2 separate regions of the Gasterosteus aculeatus genome follow, and region 1 is linked to region 2. Evidence: chromatin contacts called from public Hi-C data. All regions are on one chromosome and are shown on one strand. Each heading gives the region's core, a stretch centred on a gene start, on an enhancer-like site or on the middle of the called end of the contact. The rest is flanking DNA. Distances are from core to core; before and after follow the strand shown.

Evidence for each region. A called contact is a pair of places that touch in the nucleus more often than the background predicts.
Region 1: a Hi-C map of blood and trunk muscle shows a contact between it and region 2, with 2.3 times the contacts expected there. The contact joins the promoter of cbx1a here to the enhancer-like site in region 2. A contact is called at or near these places in 6 of 6 Hi-C or Micro-C datasets (blood and trunk muscle, liver, skeletal muscle and 2 more).

Annotation. Positions count from the first base shown.
Region 1 is chr11:2,639,917-2,647,035 of fGasAcu3.hap1.1, reverse strand. It overlaps cbx1a (chromobox homolog 1a (HP1 beta homolog Drosophila)), which reads left to right and starts at 4,729. Exons shown (of 5, transcript XM_040190859.2): 1 at 4,729-4,989.
Region 2 is chr11:2,570,624-2,577,015 of fGasAcu3.hap1.1, reverse strand. No RefSeq gene overlaps it. Among protein-coding and RNA genes, the nearest start is that of trnak-cuu, 3.4 kb to the left of the region's middle. Within about 2 kb of position 5,050, at least 1 of the 9 cell types and tissues checked has open chromatin away from gene starts, as enhancers often do.

The DNA of each region.
Region 1 (7,119 bases), core at 3,480-5,979, 70 kb before region 2:
TTTAGGAAAGGGTAATGTTGGTTTACGAGTACAGTAATATGATTATTATCTAAAATAATAATAATAATGATGATGGCAGCAGCAAGCGTCAGCAGGGCCACGGCAGGTGTCAGGACCAGGGTCCAGAAGGAACTACGATCTACAGAGACCTGCTAGGGAAGAAAGCACAAAAAAACTCCCGGAAAGAAGCTGAATTAGTCATGTGCATTTAAAAAACGTGAATTATTGTAGAACGAGAGCCTAAGAGAGGGGCTCGGTGTGTCCTAAGAAGTCCCCCGGCAGTCTAAGCCTATAGCAGCTTAACTAAGGGCTGGTCCGGGCTAATCTGAGCCAGCCCTAACTATAAGCAGAATCAAAGAGGAAAGTTTTACTTTAAAAGAGCTGACCGAATCTGCCCCCCGGACTGAAAGTGGAACCTGGTTCCACAAAAGAGGAGTTTGATAACTGAAGGCTCTGGCCCCCAGCCTACTTTTTAAAACCATAGGAACAACAAGTAACCCAGCATCTATGGAGCGCAGCTGCCTTGTAGGGCAATAAGGTGTTACAAGCTCTTTAAGATAGGATGGTGCCTCACCAGCAAGTGCCTTGTAGGTGAGGAGAAGTACCTTAAAATTCTTGATTTAACAGGGAGCCAGTGCAGAGAAGTTAATACAGGAGTGATATGATCCCTTTTCTTAGTTCTTGTTAATACACGTGCTGCAGCATTCTGAATCAACTGGAGAGGCTTAAGAGATTTACAAGAGCAGCCTGATAACAAAGAATTACAGTAGTCCAGTCTGGAAGTGACAAACGCATGAACTAATTTTTCTGCATCACTTTGAGACAGGAAGTTCCTGATTTTTGATATGTTACGTAGATGAAAATAGGCAGTCCTTGAAGTCTTCTTTATATGCGAGTTGAAGGTCATATCCTGGTCGAAGAGAACTCCCAGATTCCTGACGGTGCTGCTGGGTACCAGAGCAATTCCATCCATAAAAATTGTATCACGTGACAGCTGTCTTCGAAGGCGCTCTGGGGATATCAAGATAACTTCTGAGTTTAGCATCAGGAAGTTGCCGGTCATCCAAGTTTTGATGTCTCCAAGACATTCTTGAAGTCTAACTAGCTGGTCCGTCTCTTCTGGCTTGATCGACAGATACAGTTGAGTATCGTCTGCATAACAATGGAAGTTTATGCGGTGTTTCCGGATAAGATCGGCCAAAGAAAGCATATAGAGGGTAAATAAAATCGGTCCAAGTACAGAACCTTGTGGGACTCCGTGACCAACATTGGTGGTCTTTGAGGATTCACCGTTTACAAGCACAAACTGGGATCGATCCGATAAGTAGGATTTAAACCAGCTGAGTGCAGTTCCTTTGATACCAATTAAATGTTCTAGTCTCTGCATTGATGAGACATCCATGAGAAGAAACGGTAAAATCCGATCATGTGCTGTACGATTGCCGTCTGGATTTGTGTTTAGGAGACCTGTACAGTCACTCTACCCGCTGGAAGTGGATGAACATAGACTGAAGAAAAGTTCATCGGGCCGGAGTATGTTGTGGCTATATTGCATGTCCCTAATTACTGTCATTGCAGATTGTTTGGCTCTACCAATGGAGACGCTTCCACGGTAATAGGGAGTTGACCAGGTGTGACGTATGTATCCATGTATGGACATACCTGATTGAAGTGGGCGTGGCTTCTCTGGATTACCCAGGATAAAAGAACCAGAGGCGCGTCGCGGGTGTTGGGAGAACAGACAGACTCCACAAGGCCTTTGTTCCCGAGAGGCCTTTTCCCCGCGCTTATTAGAGTTGAAAGTTAATAGACAATAAAATGATTTCATGCAAACCAGAAAACTCTTCTTATTGGAATCATTCCTTGAACTTAACAAGCCCAGCCCATCCCAGCAACTCCAGCACCACGCCCACCTGCCGCACATGCGCCGCCCAGGTGGTGCTGTGGATAATGACATCATCCAAGTAGGTTGAATCCAGTGTCGGGCATTGGGTAGGCCTCGAACCGTGACACATCATTCACCCTGCGATAGTCCACGCAGAACAGTACAGATTCATCCTTCTTAGCCACAAGGACAATGGGACTGCTCAAGGCACTGTTGGACTCTTCTATTACCCCCAACTCCAACATACTCACCAATTCCCCCCGAACCACTTCTCTCTTGTGTTCGGGCAAACTCCAAGCTTTCAGAAGGTTCAGGTGGTATATCTGCGTATCTCCGCCCCTGTCAGACTGCACCACCTTATAGTCGACGTCCCCCATCTGCCGTGTCACCTCAAAGGGCCCTTGCCACTTAGCCAGGAGTTTGGAGTTGGAAGAAGGTGTGAATCGTCGCAGCCTGGCTCCTCTGTCGTTCTCCCGTGACATCCGGCCCAATGTGTCGAGCTTTGCTCGCAGGTCAAGGACGTACTGGATCTCGTCTTGCCGGGGCTCGGGACCCTTCCTCACAGTTTTCTTTAATTAGGTCCAGTACCCCCCTCTGTGTCCTGCCAAACAGAAGTTCAAAGTGGAGAAAATCCCCTGGAGGCCTGGGGAACCTCCCACACTACAAACAACAGAGGGTCAAGCCAGTGATCTCAATTACGTTCATCTTTGCTAATAAATTTACGGATCATGGACTTCAGAGTCTTATTCATACTTTCCTCCAGCCCAGGACTAACACAAAGCGATATCCGCGTGCGCTCCGGTGAAATGGCCCGATGAGGTCCATGCCGATCCGCTCGAACGGAACCTCCACCAACGTAGAGGACCCAACGGCGCCCTCGGAATGGCTGGAGGGTTCACTAATTGACACTCCGGGCAGGACGCGCACCGGCAGCGCACGTCACCCCGGATGCCTGGCCAATAAAATCGTGTCATTATCCGGTCTAGCCTTTTTTCGTACCCCTTTTAGGCACCAGCAACTGGGTGTTTTGAGTGTCACGACTCACCTCACCTCACGTCGCTCCCGGACCGGGTGAAGGTGCTGGAACGCCGGCAACTCGGATCACCTGTCCCACCTCCATCAGCGGGCAATCTCTCCGGCGGTGTCCGAACCGCCCACATCTCCAACACTCCTGCCCCGGCGCTCGAGAAACTCCCTGTAGGCTGGGAACGGCGCCTGCGTCGCCTAGGGTCGGTGGGTCGCGAGCTGGGGAGAAGGGCGCCCGCCGCGGAGCCGGTATGGGTTACTCGGTTGGCCGCGGTGCAGCCCCTAGTCGGGCCGACGCCGGCGGGCTCTCCCGGTCCCCTTGCCCGCTGGAATGCACCGCCAGGTGGTCCTCCGCCAGGGTGATAGCTGCCTCCAGGGTCATTGGACAGTGGTACCGGATCCACTCAGCCGTCCGGGCCGGGAGCCCCTCCCCGAACTGCTCCAGCAGCACCTGCGCCATCACCTCTTGGACCCCTCCCGCACCGTCCGGCTGCAGCCACCTCGTGGCGGCGTCCTTCAGCCACTCGTATGCGGCGTATGCGAACGGTCGGTCCTGCGGACCCAGCCTGGCTTTGAGGAACCTCCGCCGGTGGTCCTCCGGCGACATCCCCAGTCTGTCCACTACGGCCTTTTTAATGTTGGCGTAGTCGCGCCGCACCGCCGGTGGCAGCCCCATGGCCGCGATCTGCGCCTCCCCGTTCAGGAGAGGCAAAAGCCGGACCGGCCACTCCCTCGCCGGCCAGCCGCATGCCTCCGCAGTCGCCTCGAAGGCCTCCAGAAACGTCTGGACGTCATCCCCCGCCGCCATTCGGTGGAGCGTGAGGCCGGCGAGCACTGCAGGCCCCTGTATTGGTGGCGCGGCCACGGGCCGGGCAGCCAGCTGTTCCAGCGCCTGGGCCTCAGGTGGAGTCACCCACCTGGGCCTGGAGCGCCCCCAGGAACTGCCGGTTGGCCTCCGCCTGCTCCCTCTGGATTTGCCGCCAGTCCTCCGATCATCGCCACAATGGTCGTCGTCTGCCATGTCCACCCCCCAGCCACGTTGGGTGCCACTGTAACGTGTGGGTCTATGGGGGTCCCGGAATAACGAGGATGCAGCTGATGGTTTCAGTGCTATTTCAAAGACGTTGATGTATTGCATTGCAGAAATGCTGTATGCTGAAGTGAACATGACCAGCTTGCAAATGCTGTTCAACAGGCGAAAGCTTCCGCTTGTGAAAACTAATTTCACAAATTTTGTGACTTGTCTCCCTTTCAGTTTGTTTTCAATTCCTGAAAGTTAATTGTAACGTCCTGTTCACTCCAAAAATTTATTTTCAGCATTCCTAATAACTCCCCTCCTGTGTAACTTCTGGTTGCAAAAAAGCAAGATGGCAACAGCCAAAAATGAAAGTGATCTTAGCCAAAATGCTGAAACACCTTGTTTATTTTCCTGCACAATCTCTTGCTGCTCACTCCAGTCCAGTTGGAGGCGGTAATGCAGTCAAAGCTTTTTTTAAATTTGTATATATTTGTTAAACAGCCAAATTAAAAAGGTATTTACAATCAAGGCCTCATAACATGTTTCAGTCATCAGGAAAAGTTCTGCCTCAAATTGAGCAAGAACGTAATCAAATCAAATAGGATAATAATAGAATTCAAACAAAAACAAATAAATAAATAAAATAAAATAAAATATATTTAGCAGGGCTATCTCATTTTAACTTGAAGCCTTGAAAATTGGTTCCTTTTGCTAAGTCTAATTCCAAATATTTAAACTCACCCTTGCAACATAATTGTTAATAAAAAACAGTAAACTCTAATGGAGAAGACTTCAACTCCCACATTGCATTGCCTACCAGACCATCCGGTGACGTGGCGTCCGGTGGCGCTGTTGGCGGGCAGAACCGGGTCGGTGTTGGTTGTTAGCGACGCCGAGGCTATTGTGTTTTTCGGTAGCTTAACACATTGGGGGTAAAGCTCCACCCGAAGCACGCCACTCATTCCCGGGGCAGTTGTGTGTCTACTTGTGAGTAATCACGGTGCTTTCACTCGGACCGACCACGAGCCCACACAGCCGCTCCGAAGCATTCTCTGAAAAGGTAAGGCTCTCGTTAGGTTAGCTAGCTACTAGCGGGGAGAACGCGCCAGCCATGTTGCCCTGTCCCTGTGGGAGAGGTGGTGGAGCTGCTCGTTTGCCCGCTCCGGCGTTAGGTGAATGCAAAATATTCCGTGTATATCAAATTAAACGTCAATTTCTGGAATGCTCCCCCATCCTTATGCATTGAGTGTGTTGTGCGTGTTGCTAGAATGTATGGCATGCATGGTGACAAAATCCACGTTCAGTATGCCTGCTTAGACGATTCTCTTATGCAATTATAACTCGGAAACCCTTTTCTTTCAGTAATAGCTTAACGTTAATTTGCACACATTTGTGCAATTTTGCGGCTGCCGCGCTTTTTTTCTTCTGTGGCTGCAGTCTGCAAATCACGCGCATGGTTATTCCGTAGAGATGGAGGAGGGGGAGGGAGATCCTAACCTCCTTCTCCAACCACTAAACGTTAGAAAGGAGGTTAGGATCTCCCCCAGGAGACTGGCCGTCAAGCACTTGTTGTCTTGAACCATTGGTCATTTCCATGCACTGATTTGTGCTATTCTTTTGGCATCGTTTCATAACGGAAATGACGCTATGCCCGTTAAGGTAAACACAGCGCTCAGGTGTCACGTCGTATAACTCATACAGGTATTTTATATACACCAAGGTCCCTGGTAGGCTGTATGCTATCAAGTATGTGTTGTCCTGTAGATTATTCTCTCGTCCATTGTTATCTCTATACACGCACGAGTGAATGCTCTTTAGTCCGTTTTTGTGTGGGGAAGTAGCTGCTATACACATTTGCACGTGGCACCAATTTATCTCTGAATACAGACTGCAGTGGATTTCTGCTCATGTAAACTGTAAAAACATTGTCCAAATTTCAGGGAAGTTGAAAAAAATGAAGTAATGTGTCAAACATATAGTTGATATGTCAAGTGAAAATATTGCATTATACCACATGGTAAAAAAAACAACCTGTCTTAAGGTTTTGCTGTGAAAATGTGTTTTTTTTCAGTTAAAGCTGCAGACGCACTGATCTGACCTCTTCAATACAATCCTCAGGCATTAAGTCTTGCCTCGGATCAGCACAAAAGGCAGCAGATATAACCTCTTCCTTGATCACACTGTTTTTGCTGTCAATGCTAATTACGAATTACTCAATGATGATTGCTCTTAGTATGGAGCCAAATCCAGATCCAAAGTTTTGTTCATTTGAAAAACAAATGTGAACCTGAAAGTTTTGATGTTGAACATTGGGGAAAAAACAATAATCAAAATGAAAAATCAGTGGACGAAAAATATTTTCGCGACGAATATAGTTTTGACTCGGCTCTATTTTTTTTAAACAAATTTTTTCAATCTGTTCACAAGACAATGTCCTAACTGAACATCTACCAAATTACTTCTACGTTCACAAATATCTTATTCTACATTCACTACCAGGCTGGTGATATGTCAACTAATCTCTATATCAGCGATTCCCAAAGTGTGGGTTTGAGTTATCTAATATGCACCATATTTCTCATATAGCATGAACTTCTCACCCTGTAGTTATAGCGGTACCTGGTGACAACAGGAAGATGAACGTATTTTTTTTTTACAACTCAACCGTTGTGACTACTCCACATCATTGGATTCTTTCCAATTTACACATGTTTGATGAGACTAGCTATTGATTTTTTCCTTTTAAATCTAATCTGAAATTGACCAGATCTAGTCTTGTGATTAAGATTTGGGCTCATGTATGGTATTTTGAGAGGCTTTCATTTTGGAATAGTACATCAGAATGTCCTGCTTATCCCTGGGTGACACCTTGGGGATGTGTACACTCTGCCTTATGTGGAATCATCATGTAACTATTGATCGTTTCCTTTTTAAATACCATCTGAAATTGATAAAAAGGCTGGTAAATGAGATTTAAGAAGGTTTGGTAATGTATGACATAGGGCTGCAACTAACGATTATTTTGATAATCGATTAATCGATAAATCGGATCAAAAAATCTGCATTAACAAGCTTTAATTTCCAACCCTTTATTCTAAAACAGCAAATTCACATTGCAAAAATACTTTAGAAAGTACAAGTTGCTCCTTAAACATAATTTATAAAAAAGAAAAATACAAATCAGAAAATT
Region 2 (6,392 bases), core at 3,801-6,300:
CTGTATTGAGAATGAAAGAAACCACTCACATCAACATTGCTGCCTGAAGATAGTGCTTTTCCCCTTGGGGAACACATCAGAAACCTGAAAAAAAAAATTTGTTGCATGTATTTCATAGTAGTAATTCAATTAGATAATGTTCTCACTTTAAGAGTAAAGGGCCCTATTTTGATTCAGTGTTGAAAAATAAAATAAATTGAGATAGAGAGATAGACTCTATAGTCTGTAATCTCTGAAATAAAGAGACTACAAGGGCAGCACGGTGGCGTGGTGGTTAGCACTGTTGCCTCACAGCAAGAAGGTCCTGGGTTCGATTCCGCCCAGTGGCCTTTCTGTGTGGAGTCTGCATGTTGTCTGCGTGGGTTCTCTCCGGGTTCTCCGGCTTCCTCCCACAGTCCAAAGACATGCTCTGGGGATCAGGTCAATTGGGGACTTTAAATTGCCCGTAGATGTGTGAATGTGAGTGTGAATGGTTGTCTGTCTCTGTGTGGCCCTGCGATTGGCTGGTGACCAATCCAGGATGTACCCTGTCTATCGCCCGAAGTTGGCTGGGATGGACTCCAGCCCCCGCGACCCTGTGTGCAGGATAAGCGGTTTGACAATGGATGGATGGACATGGAAAGTATTGCCCTTTTACATTATTCATATGTAGGCCTGCTGAAATTAGCCTTTGTGATCTAAAAAGTGAACGTGTTCGTCCACAGCCAACATTGAGATGACCGCCACCGCCACAAAGGATGTTTAAAAAAACGGAAAACACATGCTGAGAAAAAAAGTGTGGCAGTGCAGTAGTGAAATTAGTGGCTTTTGAATAGGTGCTGACTCAACAGACATAAGTGGGTCATCATATATCAGATGGTCTGGCTTTCATCACATCAGGTGTAGCATTCTGCTTTCCGGGGATCAGCTTTCAAAAAATCACTCACTTTGTTTGACTTGTCTTTGTGTGTGTTAGGCGGTCATGTGGTTAAGTTCTTCTGAAAAAGTGTACTGTTAATTTCTCCATTTCTATGAATCTACCTCATCTTCCTCTTGCCCAGCATACCCCTTTCAATCAAAAGTCAGGGACGACATTATAAAGTGAACAGCCAAGCTTTGTGTTGGTCTTCATTTGTCCTGCTTCACTGCCTGCCTGGTTTATATAACCCACTATTAGAAACTCGCACAATACCATTGGCTGGTGGAGGATTAGCATATAGCAGCTGATTGGCCAGGGGCTTTGACAGTGACAAATTGGCCTCTACAGTGATTGGGTAGTAAGGTAGCGATGTCAGTGAATGTGGGCTGGGCAAGAGAAGGGGCGAGAGAGGTTGATGGAAGTTGAGAGCGAGAGAGAAGTGGGAGGCATGAAAATGGTAAAGAGACCAAGCATTTAGATGGAAGAGAGAGAGAGAGAGAGAGAGAGCGAGAGAGAGAGAGAGAGAGAGAGAGAGAGAGTTGAGCTGCATATACTGAATTATTGCAGATTGATCATTTCAGGTTCACGGGGTATGAATCCAACACACCTTTGTGATCAGCAAACCTGTCTTATAGTGCCACCAGTGAAAGCGAGTCATTGTCTGGAGCATAAATCAGGAATCAGAATTTGACTTGGCGGTTGATGCATAACAGCAGATGGTTAGACAATAAATACTAATATGTGGCCTGCTATTCTTTGGGAAAGGATTAACCACAACACAGCTCTTAAAGAAGGACCTACTGTAGGGAAAAAAGCCGTTTTAAAAGTGTTTCAGAAGTCTGAAGAGTCAGAGGACGTTCTGTGCCTGAAGGGAAAACATGAAGTCATCCAATGGTGGAATGTCACATGCACTTTTGTTAGCTGTACATTTATTAAAACCCAAGTGAATATTATTTTTAGTTAAAGAGGATGTGGTGTATTCATTACATTTTATTCTTAAAAATATATATTTATTTGCACTGTATTTTTGTTTAAAACTTATGGTACAAATCCATATATACACATTTATACATTTTATATATATATATATATATATATATTAAGGGGTTTGATCCGCCCCTCCCTCCCACACACCCTGAGTCAAGTACGTCACTGGCGCTGGCTGCTGCTTGCTCACATAGATGTGTCCATTTCCCATATGCTGATCTTTGTTCTGAGCATCAATGGACTGGTCTCTGTAAGAGTCAGTGTGCTGGTGCCAGAGCTGATTGACCTTCAGACCCTCTGTCTCTGATCCTGTGCGGTTGTATGAAGTCTTGACAGCGGTGTAATGTTACGGGTTGTTCCATTATTGTAATTGTGATGTTTTTTTTACAGCCGACTCCAGCTGGCTGCCCGGCTGTAAATATTAATTAGCACCTTTGAATCGGCAAGCCGCCAACACCATGATGGGTCAAGTGACAGCAAGAGAGTCTGCCAACAACAGCTGCCGATTGCGGCCTAGCCAACCCTCCAGAGATCTCTGTGGAGACTCGCATCCCAGACAAATCTAAAACCCCTGCAAGACCCCCAACAAGTGTCCTCACCAGAACAGAAACCAAATTTCGTTTATTACCTATTTTTGAGATGAGAAGCCTGATGCCCATCTGGGGTCTGTAGGTGGTAAATTGATAGCTGGAGCAGTTATCTTATCTTAGCATATCTACTGTAAAAATGGTAAACAGCTAGCCTGCTACTGGCCCATCAAAGCCCTTTAAAACACCCAAAAGCACGACTCAATGGGACAACAATGGGCGAGACAAGATTTTACTGGAAGTTCAGGCAAGGTCGAAAACCGGGAGATCAGTCAGTGGGCAAAACAAATCCAGAGGGGCAGGCAGAGAATCCGTAGATGAAAACAGGCAGGGTCAGAACCAGGATGGCAATCAGACAGGCAGAAAAATCCGAAACAGGGCAGGCAGAGAATGCGTGGTCAAAAGGCAGGTAAGGTCAGATCAGATAGACTAATCAAGAAAACGCTGGAAGACTTGGTTTACACACAAGATAATCTGGCAGGGAGCAACAGACGGGATTATATAGTGATTGGCTGACGAGGGGATATGCTGCAAGTGAGACGGGCAAGAGCTGATGTGGGAGGATCTGAAATGACATGAGGGTTAGTAAACATGCAGGCTGGACGAAAAACAAACTAAGATGTGGCCAAATGTGTGACAAGAAGAGGGACGCTACTGGTTCAGACTAGTTTTAAATGGGCTGGTCAGATTTGAGGTTTTAGGCTATTGTACATAATCATCAACTACTGGAAAGAAACATCAAAGTGTCGGTAGAAGCTACCAGAAGGGTCTCTGAAGGTCTTTTGAGAATCTTCTGAAAACCTTCATATAACGAAATTAACGGTGACCCGCGAGCTGGTTCAACCGGGCAGAGAGAGCTCCACATCCTGTGCTGCACATCACACACACAAGCCCCCATGGAGAACCCCCTCTCAGTGACCGATTAGATCTGGTCCAGACCAGATTCTACCTGGCGTTCGTTCGCTCCCTTGATCTCTCATTTAGTGGTGGAAAGAGAAACACAACACATGGCCTTCATTCCTCACGCCTGCTTCTCAAATAAATATAAAACTAAATAAATACAACCAGAGAGAACCAAGGGACCTCTTATGCCACCATCTGGCCATCTGTGTTCTCTAAGACGAATCGCTCCATATTTATTGAACTTTTAGGATCAAATCTGTCTTTAAACTTATCTTACACGGGACTTCCACCAGTTCATCCGGTGGAATTCTACGTACGAGGCCGTGGACACTAAGCAAGACTTTTGGATCTGCTGTACTTGCTGGGACAGGTTCCACCCACAGGGCAGCAAAAAAATTGTCTTACACACAAACATTATAAATGATGCCCCTGTGCCTGAAAAAACAAACTGGCATTCACGCAGGATCTCAGAGCTCTGATTGGAGAAACACAAAAACAGTTGCAGAAATACACGTGTGGCGCAATTATAACGACAGAAAAGCCATTTATCCCCGTGGGAAGATAAACACATGGGACAGGTCAGTTCAAACAGAGGAGGGGAAGGCGGGGAAACACAGCAGGCCGGGCTGGCACTCCTAAAGCAAACCCACACAGCTGGACCTCAACTTTTCCCCCCTAACTCAACTAAATTGAAAAATCCTGGCTAGTATTTGTTAGCGATGGAAACAAAAATCAAAGACGCAGGGTCATTCACAGAGTACGAATGTTAAGTGTAACATATTTATTTATAGTCAGAGATTCTGAGGTTTCTTCTCTGTGTTGTTCCATTGCTTCATTCTTCATTCCAGAGCTAAAATCATGTACATATACAGTAACCGTGCCATCTATGCACCTTCCCCCTTTGACCACTGGATGGCGCAAAAAGCTAGTCTTCAAACTATATGTATATGTATATAGAACATTTATATTTATATATTTAAATTAAATTACGTTTTTTTACTTAGGGGTTGGTTCATATAATTAATAGCATGATTCAAACATTATCATATTCTCCAAAATCTGGCAAATGATTTCTCTTTCAGTTGACAGTATTTTCTAATTCATAGGTGATAAAATGTGATGTCTAAAATCCCCTTAATAAAACCCTCTCACAAATATGTCAAAATACTATAGATGGCTTTATTCAATGCTAAGGTTTCTGCTCCGGAAATTATTCAAATGAACACATACTGGACAAGATATTACCACATTTTAGAAAACAGAAAAAAAAATCCGAAATCAACTATGGGATGTTCAGAAAAACCAAAAGGCTACGCTGTGCTTGGTAGATAAAATATCATTGTGGTATTAGTTATTGAGGGTTGAGTAGAGTGCATTATATGTATTATGCTAGATAATTACATAATTGTACAAGATATGCCGTTTTATTCTTTTTATGGTGGGTTTCTCAATAGAATTTTTTTTTTTTTTAAATACTAATTTACAGTTCTGCTGGTAAGTGAGCATTGGGGCCTGACAAATACACACTATGAATAACCATAAGGTCAGGTCATCATTCTGTGTGTCATCTGACCACAAGGACCAAAGGGCTCTGACACATATGTGCTCCTTCCTCATAAAACACTGTCCAAATTAAACTGAGTGTAAGGCTCTGTATGTGTCTGTGTGTATATGTGTGGACTTTGAGTCCTTTATGGATAAGTGGATTCTTGCAATATTATCACCAAAATGTTGATGGTGTTGAGACAAACCATGGAGCTTTGGCAAACTTTGATCCAGTGGTGACCACTCAGTGTCTCTCACACACACACACACACACACACACACACACACACACACACACACACACACACACACACACACACACACACACACACACACACACACACACACACACACACACACACACACACACACACACACACAGGTCTGAATGGCTGTCTGTTCTGCTTGTCTGAAGTAACCAAAGGCTGCCCAGGACAAAGGGGGGAGTGACAGGCCTCTGTGATTGGTCACGGAAGACTTTGACTGACATGTGAGAGCAGCTGGAAGGAGTGGGTGGAGCAGGCACAGTCAATGGGAGCCGCAACGCCAGTTGAGTCTGGTGTTTTTATGTTTGTATGGGGGTTCCACTTGATGTAAAAACTAAAATCTTTAATTGAATTTCCCCTCAATCTTGTCTTTGTGCATTATGGAAGAAATGTGTGTCTCTCTCTGACAGTGAGATTCATGTTGAGAGGATGACCTCAACGGGCGGTTTGGACATCTTACACAAAACATACTTTTCATTTCCTTGCCGTTTTCTTAATTTCAGCAAAACATACCAATTTCCATCCCATACATTTTTTTTCAAAATAAACTTCCATCTGCGCAGGAAACCACTCATTTGGGGTTAAGCAATAGAACAGCTTCATTACGTTTGGGAACCGAGGGTGGTTTGGCTTATTATGGAAGTAACGTGATTTAAGCACAGAAAAACAAAACAAATCTTTTTCAATTGTTCCCTTTGGAGTGAAATCCATCTCACGCATTTGACCTATAAATTTGCAAAAAGTTACAAAGTCCTTGTTGCACCGATGAAAAAAGAAACATTGGGAAGAAGTGTGGAAACATGTCTGTCAACCACAGTTGGATGCCAGTTGTCTTTTATCTTTCACTGCAGGCCATTCACATTTGGAAATCACTCAAACTGGAGGCAATGTGGATTAAATTGGGATGATTTCCAACTCAATAGTATTGCGCACAACTGCGGTTTCACATCAGCGGTGTGATTTATGTACGTGGGATGGAGTCAAAAGATTAAAAATTACAGAATGTCACTCAAGACTTAACAAAAACACTGATATCAAATATTGTCCTACAATGTTGAAGTTACAAATAAATAACTTATTTTTATGCATAAGAATATCATATCAACTAACTTCACAGAAACAAACAGTAACTTCAGCATCAAATGATGATGATTGTAGGTATGAGAGCCACTCTTGGCAGTGTGATTGACAAATGTGTGTGTGAGA